Regions from separate parts of the Triticum aestivum genome. Here region 1 is linked to region 2. Evidence: chromatin contacts called from public Hi-C data. All regions are on one chromosome and are shown on one strand. Each heading gives the region's core, a stretch centred on a gene start, on an enhancer-like site or on the middle of the called end of the contact. The rest is flanking DNA. Distances are from core to core; before and after follow the strand shown. Region 1 holds the start of LOC123107385 (transcription factor bHLH137). Region 2 has its middle 13 kb from the start of LOC123107384.

Evidence for each region. Hi-C and Micro-C count contacts between places; a contact is called where the count stands out from the background.
Region 1: a contact with region 2 is called in a Hi-C map of leaf, with 2.9 times the contacts expected there. The contact joins the promoter of LOC123107385 here to the enhancer-like site in region 2. A contact is called at or near these places in 3 of 5 Hi-C or Micro-C datasets (leaf, root and an unstated tissue).

Annotation. Positions count from the first base shown.
Region 1 is chr5A:503,386,795-503,391,706 of IWGSC CS RefSeq v2.1, forward strand. It overlaps LOC123107385 (transcription factor bHLH137), which reads right to left and starts at 2,864. Exons shown (of 8, transcript XM_044529373.1): 1 at 2,519-2,864; 2 at 2,263-2,403; 3 at 2,078-2,146; 4 at 1,901-1,969; 5 at 1,714-1,800; 6 at 1,449-1,589; 7 at 1,182-1,323; 8 at 704-1,013. The coding sequence starts at 2,743. The coding sequence ends at 1,213.
Region 2 is chr5A:503,291,257-503,296,348 of IWGSC CS RefSeq v2.1, forward strand. No RefSeq gene overlaps it. Among protein-coding and RNA genes, the nearest start is that of LOC123107384, 13 kb to the left of the region's middle. Within about 2 kb of position 2,700, at least 2 of the 8 cell types and tissues checked have an H3K27ac peak or open chromatin away from gene starts, as enhancers often do. A contact at or near this core is called in leaf, where this site is marked.

The sequences.
Region 1 (4,912 bases), core at 1,614-4,113, 96 kb after region 2:
TTTTTCTTGCCTATGTGCATCTTTTATGTCTTTCGACATCTTGTTGGTGCAGAAACAAGGTGTAATTGATATCTTCATGATATTAATATATTTTCCTTATAAAAAACACACTTTTTGTACTCACAATATTTTATTTTATTTATTTTGGCAATGGAGCCCGATCGAGCAGAACTTTTTCCACGAGTGTAATACCAGATCATGTTTGATTCCAAAAGGTTGCAGGAATTTTCGACTCTTTGAATTTTCTAAAAAGAAATTTCCAATCCAGGTCCATTGGGACCCGAGATCCACTGGGTATTTCCGTGTAAAATGATACTAGTATACATACTATACTAGAATTTTACAAGTAGCTAGGTGCATGTACTCCCTCCGGTCCTTTTTACTCTGCACATTGGATTTGCCGAAAGTCAAACTTTGCTAAGTTTGACCAAATTTATATTAGAAATTATTAGCATCTATAACATCTAATAAATATAATATGAAAATATATTCCAAGATGAATCTAATGATATTGGTGGTGTTATGTGAATGTCTATAATTTTTTATATATATTTGGTCAAAGTTGGATGAAATTGACTTCGGACAAACCTAATATGTGAAGTAAAAAGGACCGAAGGGTGTAAATATTAGAGCTGAAATGATCAAACTGTATGTTCAGAAGTGAAATGAACTGAGACTGTTTTTGTCCAAGAGTCAATTGTCGTTTGTCACAGCAGAAATGGCCCTCTTTTATATAAACAAATGATCCAATCATAAACATCTTTTGTCTAAGCTAGTAGAGTACAACGGGCGATGGCAAGGCATCACTTGGAAAGATGCTAGCTACTAGTACAACACAAGCCTCTCTGGTTCTACTGCTAATCAATTAATAACTCTAGTTGCTAGTACTTCACTGATCTCTACTGCTGCATGCATGCCACCAGATAAGGGGATGGATCACTAGATCATCCAACATCTCAAACTCATCTGGTGCTTCAGTTCAGTCACCACTCTGGCCAGCATTATTTCCTCCCCTGCTAATCACAAATCCAAAAAAGAGAGAGCATCAAGTACTGTACTAAAAATTACTGTAATTTTTTTTATTGTATGCATTCCACATGGTGCTAGTGGTTAATTTTGATTTCACAGTGGTATGATGCCTACTTTTACTGAAACTTAAGTGCATAATCATGTCACTTTACCTAGACGTTGTCAAATGTAGGGTCCTTCCTTTCACTGCTGGAAGGAGCACATGTAGTTACTGAACACCACTTGATTGAACAGTTCGTGCCTCGGCTCACCTACTGTTTGCATCATGTAGCTGCTGCTGCTGCTGCCGTTGTCCTGGAAAATCATGCACACATGGGCAGCCTCATTCAGCACGGCAGGCATGTACATTGAACAGTGCTTTGGAATTGGGTCCTGAATGATCGATCATGTAGATCTCTAGAGAGAGAAAGTGGCCAAACCTGGGTGCCTTGAAGTGAGTAGGTTGGGGAGGAGGAGGAGGTGCCGGTGTCCATCATGGCCTGATATGGAGCTGGGCTAGATGATCTGTTCATGGGAGGACCAGTAGGTAATGCAGCTGCGTCATGGAACATGCCTTCAATCTTCTGAAACAACAAATTTATTTCCAAAATGTGCAAGTTTTTTAATAAGAAAGGTTGAGAAAAATATATGGTCTATCACAATGATCATATATATATTTGAGCTTGCATATTGATTAACTCATACTTGTGATTGGTCACTGAAGGCAGCCTCACTCTCCATGCCAAAACCATACACCACAGGGCTCAGGGAAGCAATCCTCATGGACAGGAACTGAATGGCAAATGAGAACTTGTTAATTAACTAAAGACATCTCCAAGGCTTAAGTGCTTTCCCTATATAAATATTGATAGTTTTTTTCTAACTTCAGTACCTCAACTTGGTTTTGCAGTGACTGCACATAGTTGATGATCTCATCCAAAATGAGAGCCTTACCAGTGACCTATACACAAAGCAGTGCACATTTTTCCTTCTAAAGTTAGTACCCCACGCACAACAAGTTATTTCAAGTGCAGTGGTGATTCTAATTAGGAGTGGTCAACTAACTTACAACCTTGTCACAGCCAGGGACCAGGGACTGCAGCATCCTCATCCTCTCACTGATCCTCTCCCTCCTCACCTGAAGCAAGAAAACAAAATGCCACAGCATATGAGTAACAAAAATAGGCCCCAAAAACCAAGCTAAGATAGCTACAACCACACAAGAGAAAATATAGTGAAGAACACCAGTAGTACCCTCTCTGAAAGGCTGTGGCTATCTGTTGCCTGCCCTCTCCTTGCCCTCACATGGATGTACCCCTTTGGTTCCTCCTCATCATCATCCATCTCCTTGCCCTGCTTTTTGCCTCCCCTCTTCCTAGTACTCTCCTTGGTTTCCTAAATTATTTTTCAGTCACAAACAATACTATCCATAAGCAACATGTGTACTGCTAAATGAATGTGTTTCAGAACAAACATAGAAGGTTCAATAAATCTGCTATACATATGGTACCTTGGAGTGGGCAGAGTTGAGGCTGGTAGTGTCCTCCTTGGGCTTCCTCTTCTTCTCCACAGAAGCAGTGGCCACAAGAGGGGTGTCAAGAACCACAGATGAGCCCTCCCGTGAGGCTGCTGCTGCTGCTGGAGCGTCCTCAGGGTTGCCATGGCAGAGCAAGAAGCTGCCGGCATTGGTGAGGCCATACTCCATCTGCTGCGGGAGGTGTGAGAATCCTGCCATTGCCCAACAGCCACAAGCTAGCTAGCTACCCTTGTGTTGGAGATGAGGTTTTCTTGGCAAGGAGGAGGGGTTCAGAGAAGAGCCAACAGCAAGTTTTTGGCTCCTTGATGTCCCTCCTGCCGGTTTATATAAAAGTTGGGGAGGGGTATAATGGTAGAGAGAGAGAGAGAGAAAGAGAGAGAGAGAGAGAGAGGAAGTGGGAGAGAGATGCATGATAAGACCAAATCATCACTGCATCTCTATTAATGGGGAAGATGGCAGTGTGGGCAGTGTTGAGAAAGGGCCCCCATGTCTCTTGTTGTAGGATGGAAATTAATAATGGAGGAGATGCCCATCATATATGATTTTAGTTGATTGATAGGAAATTTTTGTGGGATGGGGGAGGGGCTGGGGTGTTTTAATCTGATAGGTTGGAGCCCCTTTCTCTTTTCTGTCTCCCAAGCTGAGTGTGGAAGCACACAACACATTTTTCCTACTTTGGCCACATACTACACATTTTAGATTTTGATTTAAACGCTCTTATATGTCTTTATACAGGGAGTACTATTTTAATTTGTTTAAGTAGGTGCATTAGCTTGGTCAATTGACTGTACTAGTACCCTCTTGTCTCAGAGAAAAGCATCTGCCTTTAAATCTAGCTACCTTCTGAGACATAACCTGCAAAGGTAATTAAGTGATCTTAAAAGATAACCTGTGCACTGTGCTGTGCATATAAAGTCGCTGCATCAATAACTGCAAGCTGAAAGCCTGAAACCCCCATGACAGTGAGTATTAACTACATAATACTCAAGTGCTGTGACAGATTTTTTCGGACGGTAGTCAAAAGAGTCTTCTCGGTGAGAATACTACCGCTTCCATGCATGTCAGTCGCCGGGCACGTGTTAATTTTCTTTCCGTTTGTGGTTTCGCCCGCATTTGCAGAATTCAGCTAGAACTTTCCTGGGAATCGTTTGATCAGGAGGGGCCGTTGTCTCGATGAAATAGGATTAAGGACATGTACAATGATGCTATCTTAGAAGTGCCACATAGAATAATGGACGAGGTGAAACAAAGAGAAACCATAAAAAAAAAGGTTTGCATTCTCTTAATTAAGAGATCATCTCTTAGGAACAATTGTCACCACATATTTAGGAATATCTAGTTATTGGAGACAAGACTAAGAATGATCCATTGCACATTATTTGTTATTGCCTTATCTAGATTACATGGCGGACATAAGATAAGACAAATTTATCAACCATTGTACATGTCCTAAGTATACGATTTCGCTAATTATCAGTCAGCTGAGAATCAACTATTTCTTTTATTATAATGTATATAAAGGGAGTATTTCAGTCAAATTACTAATTGAAAAGAATAGTAAACTTTTTTAAATGTAAATGTGAATTGGCTATTTCTAAATAGGAACGTGTGCGATGAACAATACAAGCACGATTTGGGGAGGGATTTTTTTTCCTCTATTGTACTGTAACAAGGAAGAATTATCTGCATAAATCAAAAGTGAACAAAAAGCTTGTGATTCCATGCACATTAAAGCTATCAATTTTATCTATAGGGTATACCGTGACCACTAGAGGGGTATCGAGGGTATTTTTGGTCCATGTATTTTCGTGGGCAGGCACCAGCAAACGCATGTGTTGAGCACACTGCAGGGAAAGCCTTGTTGGTCGAGTACCAGAAATACTCGGCGATGGCCAAAAAAGACTCGGTAACAGCTTTGGCGAGTGTCACACTCAGCAAAGACTGTTCGGCTTATACCATGTCGGCAACACGGAGTATGCTGAGCGTCGATTGTCAAGGTACTCGGCAAAGCTTTTGCCGAGTGTCATACGAGGGTGCTCGGGAATATAAAGGTCAGACGGCCAACCGATGGAAACGGCGATGCCACATGGCACCTTGGTTTGCCGAGTGTCTACCTCCAGTGCTTTGCAAACACGGGCCGGCACGACGAGTCGCCATGTGGTATAAGTATATGCCTAGTATAGTGTCCCTGGTTCTCGACATAGGACTTTGCCAACTATTATGACTCGGCAAACAATGCTCCCTGAATGCTGCCACGTGTCCCGACATTTGCCGAGTAACCTTCCCATGATACTCGGCAATGGGCATGGATTTTGCTCCATAAGTACCGGGCTAAAATGTGGGATCCACATGTAAGTGATCCTAAAC
Region 2 (5,092 bases), core at 1,450-3,949:
TGGACTGGCCGGGCATCGGGCCGGAAGGCCCTGGCAGGGCCGCAAGGCTGCATGTAGGCAGTGGCTCCTCCTCTAGCCGCTCGGATCTACACCGTCGGTGGTACGTCGGCAGATACACGAATGGTGGTCGGCCGGGCTCGGTGCTAGCCCAAAAGCTCGTCGGCGCACCGTTGCCACTCATTAAGTGAGACCACTGCTCAAAGAAGGTCGTGCGCCGCGTGTCTACAACGCTGGAACATCCTGGATGGGTGTTCATCAAGTGCTTAAACGATGGGGTATGTGCTCTTTGTAGCTTCGGCTTGTGCTCTTAGATTTGACTAGTTGTGCTAACTTAAAATTTTATTGTGTAGCATGGATGCAAGTTTTGGTATTGGGAAGAAGAGTACATCGATATATTGATAGATCGCAATTTAGTAGATGTTCGTGCACTTTTAGCTAGCATAGAGGCTAGAGATGAGACTAGTGCATTTGTTGCTAGATTAGAGGCTAGGCATGAGACTAGATGTGAGGAAGCAACCTCTGCTTCTTTAGACTCAAAGAAGACAGAAGCACGCAAGATCGAGCCTCCTCCGCAGATAAATTAAACAATGACTGCATCGAGAAGGCACTAATCCAACTTACAGGGACAGTTATGGAAGTTGGATATCTTCTAAAATGTATTCTTGTGGTTCTTGCTTTGTTTGTCTTGCTTTTCTAGTCAAAATTTGGTGATGTATCCCCATGTACCAAAAATGAATGATGAAAAAAAGTTAAGGGCTTGCAAAAAAAATATACGCGGACAGAATGCGGCCGGGATGCGTCCGCGCGTTGGGCGCACGACCACCGCATCTCAGAAACGGCCCGGACACGACCCCATTGCCCTACCCAAACGGATATAATCCGGGCAAAACGGACGTTCGTTTGGGGTCGTGCGGTGGAGTTGGCCTAACCCACTCCCTCCGTTCTATGATCTGCATTTGTTAGGCCTTCATATTTTGAAATAAATTTGAATATTAAAATTTAAGTTATATGAGACGAAAATATATTAGTATCGGATTTGTATTAGAAATAAGTTTTCAATGGCCAGGGCCACACCAGAACCAGGGCGAGCGATGCGGCTGGCCATGGCATTGCTGGTGGAGGAGCGGCAACGGGTTCATTGGTTTGGGTGGGGGTGTGGTGCTGTCAGGGAAATATCAGATGTGGGAAGGTTTAGAGGATTCCAGAGTGCGGTGAGGGCATCGTAGAGAAAGTAACTCTGGCAAGGTGGGGCGGCCTGCAACAGGGTCATGGCTGGAGGGAGGAGGAAGGTGAACCCATAATAGTTGCACTTCAATCCATTGATCCAACAAATTGATTAAGACTATAAAAAAACAATTAACTCGTGCCTAGGGGACAAGGGCAAGCCTGCTTTGATAGGGAGAGCGATAACAGTGGTGATCTGATGATGGTAGTGGTCGTTCGATGGTAACTTTTATTTATTTTTTGAAACGGAGGTGGTAATTTTTATTACGTTTGAGGTGCATCGTAGTTCTGATGAACATCTACTATTATAGATCTATATAGATCTTCTGCGAGGAAAGAAAAAACTCACGCTAATGTGGGCTGGCGATCCCGAAATTACTTGGGGATGGCTCTGTAGAGGCTTTCTCGCACCCACGTCGACCGATGGATGATTCCATGCATGCATGCATGACGGTAGGTGCATTCAAGTAGCGCAACCGATCGATCGGCCGGCAGGCGGCTGCAGGGCCAGGCCAGGCTGCTAGGCGGTTGATGGTGGTGGGCTTCCGCGTAATTAAATGCATGCGTCTGGACCTCATCAGGTCACTGTGCTAGCTGCGATCGATCGCAGCCCGCTCTTGCATGCTGCGACGCAGTTTACGTGGCTTTTAGCCGTCGTATTTGTACGAGCAGCCACTGTTTCGATCGGTATCGGCTTTCGAGCTGAGCATGCACGCACGTACGTACGTACGCACGCACGCACCACCACGGCATGTTTTCCGCGCAAAAGGGCACGGAGAGCAGGCAGCGCGGCATGGAGGCTGCATGTACGTACGTGCGTCCTGGTAATTCTCATCGTGCACTGCATGCGTGGTAGCTTTGTCACCGATATGTGTGATGTACCGGCCATCTACATCGTTGGCCCATAACCTATGGAGTATATGCGTGCATGTGCCTTTTTTACATCGACCATTGCAATTGGTCCACATATGCATGCATGCATGCGTACGTACGGATATACTGTATGTACGCTGGAGGACCATCTCCGGTTCGATGGTATTTACGTCCAGCCTACCACCAGGCCGGGGTCAACAGTCTAAGAGCACCTTCAATTCGATGCCATGTGTAGGTTACAGTGGTATAGCTAGCCTTCAAGATGTCCTGTCTCTCTCTCAAAAAAAAAAAAGATGTTCTCAAGAAAAGCCTCAAGGCCTCAACCACGATCGTACATGAAAGCTGGTCTGCAGACTATCTTGTTGTCGGCACATGCATTGATCCCGTGGAACCACAGTTTTCCAGCTAGTTAGGTAGCTCCGTCACAAATTATGCCACGTCCACGGACACACAAACGCACGTACACCGTCTCTCTCTCTCTCTCTCGATCAATCATTATCGCTCACCGCCAAGGCGGCAACCGATGAGTCAACGATCCACCCGAACCGACCTTCAATCATCAAAGACGAGACGGGTGGTGGATCAGCTGGCAGCGTCCTTGTCGAGCGGTCCGGGCGTACGTGTTCCTCCCCCGCGAGACCTCCGCGCCCACACCCGGCCAACCGATCGGTATCGATGGTAATCAAGCAGCTGGCCGACGTCGACCCGGCCGGCGGACGGCGACCGCTGCAGTCCTAGGACGACACCGTCACGCGCCCATGCTGCGCTGCCGGTGTGCGCGCCATCCGATCAACGGGCAGCGGCCACCTGCCATGCATTCGCGTGCGTTTCGGGCGCGCTGACATATATGTCCGTGTGCACACGGGCGGGCGGGCGGGCTCGCCGGCCGGCCGGCACGGCGCCGCGGGCCAGAGCTCGCCGTGTCGTCCGGCGGAAGGGCCAGGGGGACAGATGGTACGGTGATTTCATCCTTTGACGACGGACGGATGGATACAGCTGCCTGCGGCCAGCGCGGGTACGTGCGTTGATCGATAACGGATGCCGCGGGGACTATATATGTGCATTTCGATTGGACGGACGGAGACCCGGGCGATCGATCGAGGTCCATCCATCCATCGATGCCTTGCTGTGTGAAGTGACTGCAGGTTTGTTGCCCGATGACCAGAACCGGTCGGCCAGCTGCGACCTCGCTAGCTAGTTCGATTGTGAAGTGGCGATTTTTTTTTTTTGAAAAATATTCAATCTGTTCATCAACTATCAATGCAGTACAAAAAATATCAAAAGTAACACAGATTACATCCATATCTGTAGACCATCTAGTGACTACTATAAGCACTGAAACGAGACAAAGGCGCGTCGTCGCCATCACCCCTCCTTCATCGGAGCTGGGCAAACTTTGTTCTAGTAAACAGCCGGGAAGTAGTCGTACTAAGTCCCCATAAGACCAGCGCACCAGAACGGCAACCGTCGTAGATGAAGAGACGCATAGATCAAAAGGATTCAACCTGTAGACATGAACGCAGACGAACAGAGGTCGGATCCAATCAGATCCACTGAAGACAAGCATTGATCGAATCCCGCAATATCTGCCGCAGACACACCTCCACATGCCCTCCGATGACGCTAGACGCACCGTTGGAATGGAGGCTAGGTAAGGAGAAACTTATTCCATCTTCAGGAAGCCACAATTGTCTCGTTTTCCTGAGCAGGACAGAAAATCTAACCAAACTAAAAACATATCTAAAAATAGAGTGCTCCTGTCAGTAAGGGTCGGGATCCACCATGCCCCCATATGGCCCTAGCTCCACTGGTTATGAAGTAGATCGACATCGGCGCCGAAGGGAGGCAAAAAACCTAACCACATATTCGCACCCGACGAGAAACTTATGTCATGTGAAATGGCGATAGATCGTGCTGTCTAGCCAAAGTGCACAAATCTTGCAGCAAGCAGCTGACTGAAGTGGACTAGTGTACCTGGGAAACCTGGAGTACGAACATAGTTCAAAAGTGCTACTGAAATTCCTAAAAATGGACAATTAAAAGGAAAAGGATCCAATCCAATGGACAGATCTCGAAGAAAAATCGGTTGCTCTCACCTAAGAACAAACTACCCCTCTTCTTCCCCCGTTGTCTCTCTTTCTCTCTGTAAAACCACATGTAAGGTCACTCTCAAGTTCTTCTGATGTCAGCCTGTGAGGCGTGGTGTTTTGACATTTGCCAAATTCTATGATGTTTGTTGTCTACTCAGGTTCACTATGTTGCAATGGTTCCTTATGCCTGTTGGGAAGGATTCAACTTTATATTGCGAATGTGTTTTCACATTGTTGTATGTGTGATGCATGTGTTTGTCTTGCATGATGCGAGTGTTGCGATCCATTTCCAAACCTAACTCTACAAATCGTTGGGGATTCATTGTGTGCCAAGATTTTTCTTGTTGCATGTATGTGTTGAAATGTTGCATCATTTTCTCATACTTTTCTTCAGGAAATGTCGCAACACACGACACACATGTTGGATGGGGGAATTCTTTACTATTGCATAGACCAGATTGCTCTGGATCCTGACTTAAAATCAAATCCGATGGCCGGGTACGCAGTTGGTTTTCACCCAATTATAGTCGGCTCATGCCTAGCACAACCTTAATTAAATGACATGGCATCACATGCTGCTATCCACATACACATACCGTATTTTGATTTCCTAAGACATGAGTTTATTTTGCAATAACACTTTAACTATGTAGATTAATTAACATAATCTCAAAAGGTTTATAATCAATAGTAACTATAACTATCGTTTATACTACATAAAATATATTTTAATGAAGTACTTGTTAGTCAAAGACATGTCTTAACAACCAGTGAAAATGCACGGTATGTATCCACACGGAGGGAGTACCACCAAAATCGGAAAGAGTTTTTTTATGACGTGCATGAATAATGTTAGATTGCGTACGAGAATAACTAAAAGAAAGATACATCGAAGTTTTGGAAGA